2 separate regions of the Zea mays genome follow, and region 2 is linked to region 1. Evidence: chromatin contacts called from public Hi-C data. All regions are on one chromosome and are shown on one strand. Each heading gives the region's core, a stretch centred on a gene start, on an enhancer-like site or on the middle of the called end of the contact. The rest is flanking DNA. Distances are from core to core; before and after follow the strand shown.

Region 1 (4,320 bases), core at 781-3,280:
CTTTCCCCCCTTTGTTTTCCTAATCATTCATCGCTCCTTGGTCCACCATTAGAGTTGAAAGTTGGGTCGTGCTATGCCGGCCTGGCCCCGCCCGATCGTGCTTCGAGATAACTTTTTTTGAGCCAGCACGACACAAAATAATTTTGGGCTGGGTCGTGCCGTGCCTAGATGCTAAAAGTTAGGCCCGGTCCGACTCGGCCTGAAGCACGGTAGGCCGATGATCGTGCCGTGCGGGGCCAAGCACGACACGAGCAAAAAACTTATATATATGTATATATATCTAGAAAAACATCCTTAAAATGTTTATAACTTTGTTCTAGACTTAAAAACATATGAGAAAGAGAAACCAATATGTTCCATAACTTTTTTGTGAAGAGATAAAAAATATTGGAGTATGAAATAACCATTTAAAAAATATGGGAGCATCATCGTCATCCTTCACAACCTAGAAGATTTGAGCCAAATGACCCACACTTTTAACTTTTGTGTACATTTACTAGTCAAACTATCAATATATGGTCCAATAGTCTCGCATCAAAGTGCCAAAGAATTGATAACCACGATATACCCACATCTCACTCACATCTAAACATGTTAAAAGATACTTTAAAGTAATACCATACAATATAGGGCCTGTTTGAGAGCTTTGCTTCAAAAACTTCAGCTTTGGTTTTCCAGTTTCACTATAAAACAGCTCCAGCAAATTGTTAAGGTGAGTTCCAGGAGCGTTTGGTTTGTATATGGGCTCCAACTTCTATAGTACAATTGATTTGTGTGGGTTTCCTTGATTATCCTTGATGATTAGTGGGTTGTCGCCAGAGAGAACGGAACTTGTATGTTGCGTAACCAGTGGCATGGTGGGTAATTTTCGCACACCTTCACGAGGAGATATAAAAACAGTGTTTTTGAAGCACCCTCTAAGAAGCTTCATGAATTTTATGAAACGGGCCTCTAGTTTCGATTTTTTTTAAAACTAAAGCTCGTGGAGCTGGACCTGTTTGGGTGGAAGAAGTTAGAATAAAATTGAAATTCTTGAAGTGAAGCTCTCCCAAACAGGGCCATATATTTTTACTTATTTATTATTTGATATAAATAGTTTATATATATCTTGAGTGTTTATAATAATAACATTTATGTATTAAAAATAATTAAAAATACCTTTATTTAAATCTGGTCTCAGATCCCTAAAATGTCAAGACCCCCGCTGTAGTGTCGTGTACAACGGCTAGCCTAGCGCATGTCAATCAAAACCACCTGTTCAGTAAAAACAATTTGAGTGGTTGTTAGAGAAGTCGAAAATTTTAGTTTTCTGATTAGGGAGAGAATCGAACTCACACAATATCTGATTTAAAGAAGGTGGCATGGACTATTTGTTGCGTACGGTCTGGCCCAGCTATACAAGTATACAACGGCATCCCTCTGCTATTCTAACCTCACGTTCACGGCCCATCGGAAACCAGCCCAGCCCCACCCCTCCCAATTTCTATCCCAGCGACTTTGTTTATGTATGACTTCCCAAATTGAACTCAACCTTCCGAAAACTTTCCATCTCAACCGTCCCGCTCACGCCGCTATCAATATCAGACGTGTACGCGTGCGACTCCTGGACCCAGCAGGCAGCAGGGACAGACTCGTCAATCTCTCGCCACAAACCGACTCCACCCGGACCCGGGTATAAATACACGCCCGCCTCCAATTCTCCACTACGGATCCAAATTCCAAACCGCGCGAACTTCTGCCGCTCAAAATTCCAAATCGTCCTGACTACCCGCGCTTCCCATAATCCTATCCCGCCCGCGCGGCCCCTCTCGGGATTCAAACGCCAGCCGTTTGTCCTCTCAAACCCGATCGGATCTGACCGCCCTCCCAGGCCGTAACAGGATCCCGTCGGTCATGGCCGTGATAAACGGGCGCTCGAAGCGTGTTCGGGTGACGGCGGTGCCGCGCCCTCTGGAGCTGCGGTCGTTCCCGGCCGCCGGAGAGGGGCCGCGCCCGCTGGTCCTGCTGTCGTTCCCGGCCGCCGGAGAGGGGCTGCCGCCGCGTGGTGCGTTTCGCGACTGTGTACGGTCGTTCCTGGCTGGATCCGCGGTGCCGGCGGACGGCGCGTGGCAGGTAGCCTTTGGAGTCGGGAACGGGGTGGTCGTGGTGATGGAGGTGGTGGAAGAGGACGTCGCTAAAACTGGGATCGAGCGGATCTACTGCGATCACTGTACCGTCGCCGGTGAGTGACTCGTATTGTTTGCTGACCCTTCCATAGTCATATCAGCCGCAGTAGTGTGTTCATTTTTGCAGAGCTGTTTTTTCATATCAGTGGACTATTAAAACCAGTAGGGGTGGAGGGACACGTTTAGATCTCTTATGAATATGCTTGGTTAGGGCATCTGGTTATTATACTAAATTAATTTAGTAGACTTGACAGCCTGACTCCTCATTAACCTGCTCGGCCTGCTTCTGTGTGTTCGTCTGAACATGTGTATACATTTTTTCTTCTACAGATGCCAATCGGTAAGCAAATTCTATCAAACGAGATGATGATTGTTATGGCCGGAGAATCTCAATACCATCGCCTTTTCTTTTACAATTTAATAGGCTGGAGTAGACACCCTGTTTGTGGAAGGAGGTACCATTTCATAATTCGGAATGAATACAAAACCTGCAAGCATTGTGACCATTGTGGTCTTATGGCCCAGTCGTTTGGAACACGGTAAGCTGATCTACTTGTAAAATTAGGAATTGCTACTATAGTGTAATAAAAATCAAATCGCTCACAACAATAACCCAAATAGTGAAGAAGACAGTACCGTAACAAGAAATTGTTTGATTCAATGCGCATGTGCATTTCCATTTAGGCAAGCCCCTAGAACTGCAAGCATTGTGGGCTTATGGCCCAGTTGTTTGCAACACGGTAAGCTGATCTACTTGTAAAATTAACAATTGCTACTATAGTGTAGTAAAAATCAAACCTCTCACAACAATAACTTAAATAGTGAAGAAGATAGTACTGTAACAAGAAATTATTTGATTTAATGTGTATGTGCATTTCCATCAAGGCAAGCTTCTAGAAGCACTGATCATTTTTATCATTGATAATCAGGTGCCCGACATGCAAATATGTGATCTCCTCTGATGATCCGGAAGATTGGGACTATAGGCAGTTGGATAATCCACGTCACTTGCTGCATGGTATTGTACATGACAATGGGTTTGGTCACCTTGTTCGGATAAATGGCAGAGAGGGTGGCTCTAGTCTTCTGACGGGGATTCAACTGATGGGTTTCTGGGATTGGCTCTGCAGATACCTTAGAGTCAGGTAAAACCGATTTCCTTTATTTCTGACCACAATGTGACAACGGGGTTAGCAGTTTATGAGTTCACATGAGCCATACTTATGATTATGCACTGCGTGCATGAATCAAAAATCAATTTTCTTTTCCAATTATATTCAAGCTATGAAATGGATGGACACTGGCAGAAATAGAAGACTGTCCAGTGTGCTCTCTTCTTGACCATGACAAAAATATTGTGGAATATAATAGGTTGGACTTTGTGCTTGACATAACCACGAAACAAATTATGACATCAAAACTTCTGCATTCTTGGCTGTTTTCTTAAACCAACTGTAGTATTTAACTGAACTGAACATAAAAGTATAAGAGTAATACAACCCAGCACATTGTAGTTTGATAGATAAGAACATCAGGAAAATGCTGTTTCTAAGATATAAATAATGGAGGTGTGGGCATTAGAAAACAATCTTGAATACATTTTGAGATGACTACTTTAGCAGTTCCAATGAACTATGACAACAGAACAGAAGTAGTTTGCAACTTGCTGTACATCTGAATAGAACTCTAGATGAAGTATGAATTGTTTTATGCACATCTCACGAAGCTATTTACAATACAATTTGTAATTCGTGAAGTCAAATTCACCTGCAACAGTCTCTTGGAAGTGCAGAACTGACATGCAAAGCTTAATTTCAGAAAGGTCTCCTTGATGGATGTCTCTAAGAAGTATGAAACAGATTACCGGATCTTACATGCCATCACTACTGGTCATTCATGGTATGGCCAATGGGGATTCAAACTCAACAAAGGGAGCTTTGGAATTACATCAGAAGAATACTTAAAAGCTATGGACAACCTTTCCTTAACTCCATTATCACACTTCTTCCCGCACTCCCGATATCCTCGAAACCAGCTACAAGATACCATTTCATTCTACCGATCTCTTTCAAAGCAACCTCTCACCACAATTCGTGAACTGTTCCTCTATGTGCTGGGCCTTGCCACCAGCAAGAGTTCAAATATGCACTATGGA
Region 2 (4,835 bases), core at 1,657-4,156, 260 kb before region 1:
ACAAACCTACACCAAAGGAACTGGATAATCTACGTATGAAAGGGTATGAAAGGGATGAACGGAGGTCCATGTTTCATTGAATGGTTCCACGAGCATGTAATTATCTCTTTATAATTTTCCTTTGTGTACTTAGTTTGCACATACGACTTGCTATTTAACTATATCTTTTTTTCTGCTCTATGTAGTGTAAGAAACTTGACTCTCTAGTCTCGGATGATTTGCGATAGATATCACATGGTCAGTTGAAAGCAAGAAAATATAGCCGCTATGATATTAATGGATATCGTTTTCGAACATCAAAATTAGAAAAAATCCGCCCGCAGGCAGCCACGACAAAAAGTGGAGTAGTAGCAACTGCCTCAAATGCAGACGGAGGCACTCATGACTATTATGGTGTTCTTCAAGACATAACTGAGTACACTCTTGGTGGGGCCAAAGAGTTCATGTTTGTGTTATTTGATTGTGAATGGTTTGATCCTCAACAAACGCGAGAGGATGAATTTGGAATTGTGGAGGTAAAGCATGAATCACGGTTTAAAGGCAGCGAGTATAGCAATGTTGTGCTTGCACATCAAGCGCAACAGGTGTACTATCTAACATATCCTCATGAGAACTTGAAGTCTTGTTGGGTTGTATATAAAATTAATCCTAAAGTCCATCCGTTACGATATGATTATTATAACACAAATAACGAAGATGATGATTCTGTTAATATTTATCAAGAAGAAGGCGATCTGTCAGAAAATAGAGAATTTACTATATCTGAGGATTTAGGGCTCAATTAAGTAGCTAGTCTCACCATAGATTTGATGGCAGAAGAACCAAGTCCTTCTAGGGCAAGGACTCGTAAGTCACAGAGAATTCTTGAAAATTTTGTTGAAGCAGATTCTGATGCCGATGATTTTTGAAAAGTATATATATTTAAATTCTTGTATATGCATTCCTATTTCAATCTTAATATATATGGACTCAATTATGAAATTTGTGCAGATGATGAGGGTCATGGACAAGCTCAAAGGGAAGAAGCGCGGAGACTGTGGTGACTCCTCGAGGTCACGGTCGACTAGGGGTTCAGGTGGTGGGGATACATCCTCTATGTTGTTCCAGGTATTTAATTTGTTTTATTTTCTTTTCTTCTACGTATGTAATAGTATTATCATCTAATTTTCGAGTACTTGATATATCTCATTGTTGATATGTTTGTAGGGCTCTAAACCCTAAACCCTACAAAATTGTAAATTGTTCGTCGGCCACGTGGCCCCGACGAACTTAACCATTAAGAACGCGGGCACCGTCGAACTTATGACAGCAAATTCGACGGTCCCCGTCGAACTTAAAAACACATGTTCTTAACGTTAAGTTGGACGGTACCCACGTTCTTAATGTTAAGAACGTGGGTACCCACGCTTACTTTTCTAAGTTCGTCCAAAAATCGTCGTCGGCTATATTCGTCGGTAAACCCACGTTCTTATTGTAAGTTTGTCGGCTTATTACATTAAGTTCGACGGTTTGTCACCCACGTTCTTTAACTAGTTTCCTGTAGTGTAAAACAACCATGTTATGAGCCTGCTCGTCGGATCCTCTCGGTCCAGTCCTTGCATCTATCAGTCTGACCCTAATCTTCCCGACACCACCTAAACCAGTCTGCTCGCTGCCCCGTTTCCGCCGTCGACCCATTCCCGATGCGACGCCACCCGACTGCGCCTCTTCCTGGTGCCTCCGTCCCTTGTCCTGTTTTTATCGTGACGTCGATCTGCTCGACAAGCTAGATCTCGCTCGTCGCAACGATATGGCTTGTCCCCTGCGGTCGACGGGCTTGGCGAACTAGGAAACCATGACTCTCATGTGGTATTTTTGTCCCCCTATGAATTTTCGTCCTGCGTCCGACAATGAGCATGGGTTAGCCCCACCCTCTGAGGCCGACGAAATAAGACGACGGATCACAATCCATATGGGATCCAACCCCTGGTATGACGATTTATTTGTCGAACTAGTATAAATCTCACGCCTACCGCGTACACCGTTCGAAGCATACAACACGCACATAAATTTATTTGTCGGAGCGAAAACTACTATCGGAACGGGGGGAGTATGATTTTTTCTAGCTCGTCTGTTGTTGGAGCTACAGCAGTGCCCAACGTACCTTCGTGTCAATTTCGGAATGGTCCTCGAGACGTTACAATTAAGATGATATATGGTAATATACACACATCAGAGAACGTTCAACGGATCCTAATTAAGAGACAGGGAGAAGAAGATGCATGTTCGGCTACAGCTAGTCAGCTACGGCTGCCAGTAATTTGATACAGGGTTTTTTTCCCCTTCTCCTACAAGTTACAGTAGCAAAAGGACTACCGCGTGCTGCAGGTCCATGGCGTGGCCGCCGACCAAAAAACGTGTCACGGCTTAGCAGTTCCTACTAATTCTGTAATTATGTAGTACGTAGGATATAATTAGGGTGGGCATATTCGAGGCATATATGTGAGGTGCCGTGGAAACGTGTGCCAATGCCATGCACGCAGCTTAGCATTTGCATTGCCCTGGCGACGCCGCCGCCGCCCCCATGCCACTTGTGGTGCAGTCGATCGCCGGTCACCGCACCGCATGGGCACTGCCGCTGAAAATCTCTTTCGCTTTATTCCTCTCCCATCGCCGGGATAATATAGGTAGATAAATACCCAAGAATCCTACGGCCACCAATAATAGAATTCTTATATTTTTTCTGTGAAAAAACGAAGCACCGCAAAGGAAGGAATAAAGGAAATATTCCATATCACTATGGAAATAAAGGTTTATTATATCTTTTTTTTTCAATTTTTGAATTTTGTATCGATTTATATATCTGTTTAAAAATTGGGGGGAAACAACATGCTCTCCTCGACCCTATAATAGCATATATATATAGGTGGCCGCTTTCTCTCCTCTGCGCGGACTCCTCGACGGACGCCAGCAGCAAAGGAGGAAGGAGCTGAACTGCTGCAGGTAATACATGCATATATAACCCGACCAGCAATCGTTCTGTGCTGTACTTGAGTCGAGGCCGGCGCCGCCGCCGCGGCAGCGAGGAGGAGGAGGAGCAGAGGCGGCGACCATGGCGGCGGGGAACGAGTGGATCAACGGGTACCTGGAGGCGATCCTGGACGCGGGCACGAGGCTGCGCGGGCCGTGGCAGCAGCAGGGCGGCGCGGCTTCGCTGACGGCCGCGCTGCCGAGGCTGCTGGCGGAGGCCGGCGGCCAGCAGGGCGCCGCGGCGTACAGCCCGACGCGCTACTTCGTGGAGGAGGTGGTGAGCCGCTTCGACGACCGCGACCTCCACAAGACGTGGACCAAGGTGCGTAGATACTAGAGGGAAAGAGAGACAGCGCGCGTACGCTGGCGGCGAGCCGATCGGCAGGCCGCGCCTGTCCCCGGTGATCCGTCCGTCTCGCCTCATGAGCAGCGGTGACCGATTCTCGTCGCAAGCAGGTGGTGGCGATGCGCAACAGCCAGGAGCGGAGCAACCGGCTGGTGAACCTGTGCTGGAGGATCTGGCACGTCGCGAGGAAGAAGAAGCAGGTACGGTGCTACTGCTTTCGTTCGGCGGAGGTGCAGTCTGTCTGTCCGCGCATGGCGCGCCTGCTCTGCTTTTTTTTCGGACTCGTTCAAGTTCTTCGTCTGCATGCGTGGTTTGTCCTCCGAAAAAAAATAAACAGAGATGATCTCCAGCTTCGCGCAGTTGTTATCCTGGCCCATAGGGCAGGCAGGCAGGCACCTGGCGTCTCCGATTGTCAACTGTTTTCTTTTTCGTTGTTGATTGACACGTCTCGTCTCCCCCTGTACTGAACTAGTATTTCACTTTTTGTACAATAACCACGAGCAGGTGCAACGGGAGTACGCGCGGCAGCTGGCGCAGCGGCGCCTGGAGCAGGAGCTGGGCAGCCGGGAGGCCGCCGAGGAGCTCTCCGATGGCGAGAAGGACGGCGCCCCCGACGCCGCCCAGCAGCCTGTGTCGGTGGCGGCGCCCGACGGCCGGATCGCCAGGATCGGGTCCGAGGCCCGGATCGTGTCGGACGACGAGGGCGGGGACGGCGGCAAGGACGACAGGAACCTCTACATCGTGCTCATCAGGTATTAATTAACCATGTGATCCGTTGCTGTCCGGCGGCTCCGGGGGATCACTCGCTGCTTGACACGACGCCATAATTTGGTTGCTGTTGTTGTTGCGTTGCAGCATACACGGGCTCGTCCGTGGCGAGAACATGGAGCTCGGCCGTGACGCTGACACCGGGGGGCAGGTCCGTCTCGAATTTCCCCTAGGCACCAAGAACAGAGCCGTTCCAACAAAAAAAAAGATTTTTTTTTCCAATGAAGGCTATACTACCTGTGCCGCTTTGCCATCCTTTTCTTGCGTCGTTTCATTCACGTCCAGGTGAAGTATGTGGTGGAGCTGGCCCGGGCGCTGGCGGCGACCGCCGGCGTGCACCGCGTGGACCTACTCACGCGCCAGATCTCCTGCCCGGACGTCGATTGGACCTACGGGGAGCCCGTCGAGATGATCACCCATCAGGCCGACGACGGCGACGGCAGCGGCGGCGGGGCCTACATCGTGCGCCTCCCGTGCGGGCCCCGCGACAAGTACCTCCCCAAGGAGTCCCTGTGGCCGCACATCCCCGAGTTCGTGGACCGCGCGCTGGCGCACGTCACCAACGTCGCGCGCGCGCTGGGGGACCAGCAGCAGCAGCAGCCCGACGCCGGCGCGGGCGCGGGCGCGGCCGCCCCGGTGTGGCCGTACGTGGTCCACGGCCACTACGCGGACGCGGCGGAGGCGGCGGCGCACCTGGCCAGCGCGCTCAACG

What was found. A called contact is a pair of places that touch in the nucleus more often than the background predicts.
Region 2: a Hi-C map of ear shows a contact between it and region 1, with 2.5 times the contacts expected there. The contact joins the promoter of LOC100501516 here to the promoter of LOC100304316 in region 1. A contact is called at or near these places in 2 of 25 Hi-C or Micro-C datasets (ear and endosperm).

The regions. Positions count from the first base shown.
Region 1 is chr4:11,283,188-11,287,507 of Zm-B73-REFERENCE-NAM-5.0, reverse strand. LOC100304316 (PHD finger protein) reads left to right here and starts at 2,030. Exons shown (of 6, transcript NM_001165758.1): 1 at 2,030-2,221; 2 at 2,411-2,505; 3 at 2,590-2,704; 4 at 3,095-3,310; 5 at 3,984-4,320. The coding sequence starts at 2,496.
Region 2 is chr4:11,544,762-11,549,596 of Zm-B73-REFERENCE-NAM-5.0, reverse strand. It overlaps LOC100501516 (probable sucrose-phosphate synthase 5), which reads left to right and starts at 2,906. Exons shown (of 11, transcript XM_008679801.1): 1 at 2,906-3,331; 2 at 3,466-3,555; 3 at 3,860-4,107; 4 at 4,211-4,274; 5 at 4,409-4,835. The coding sequence starts at 3,092.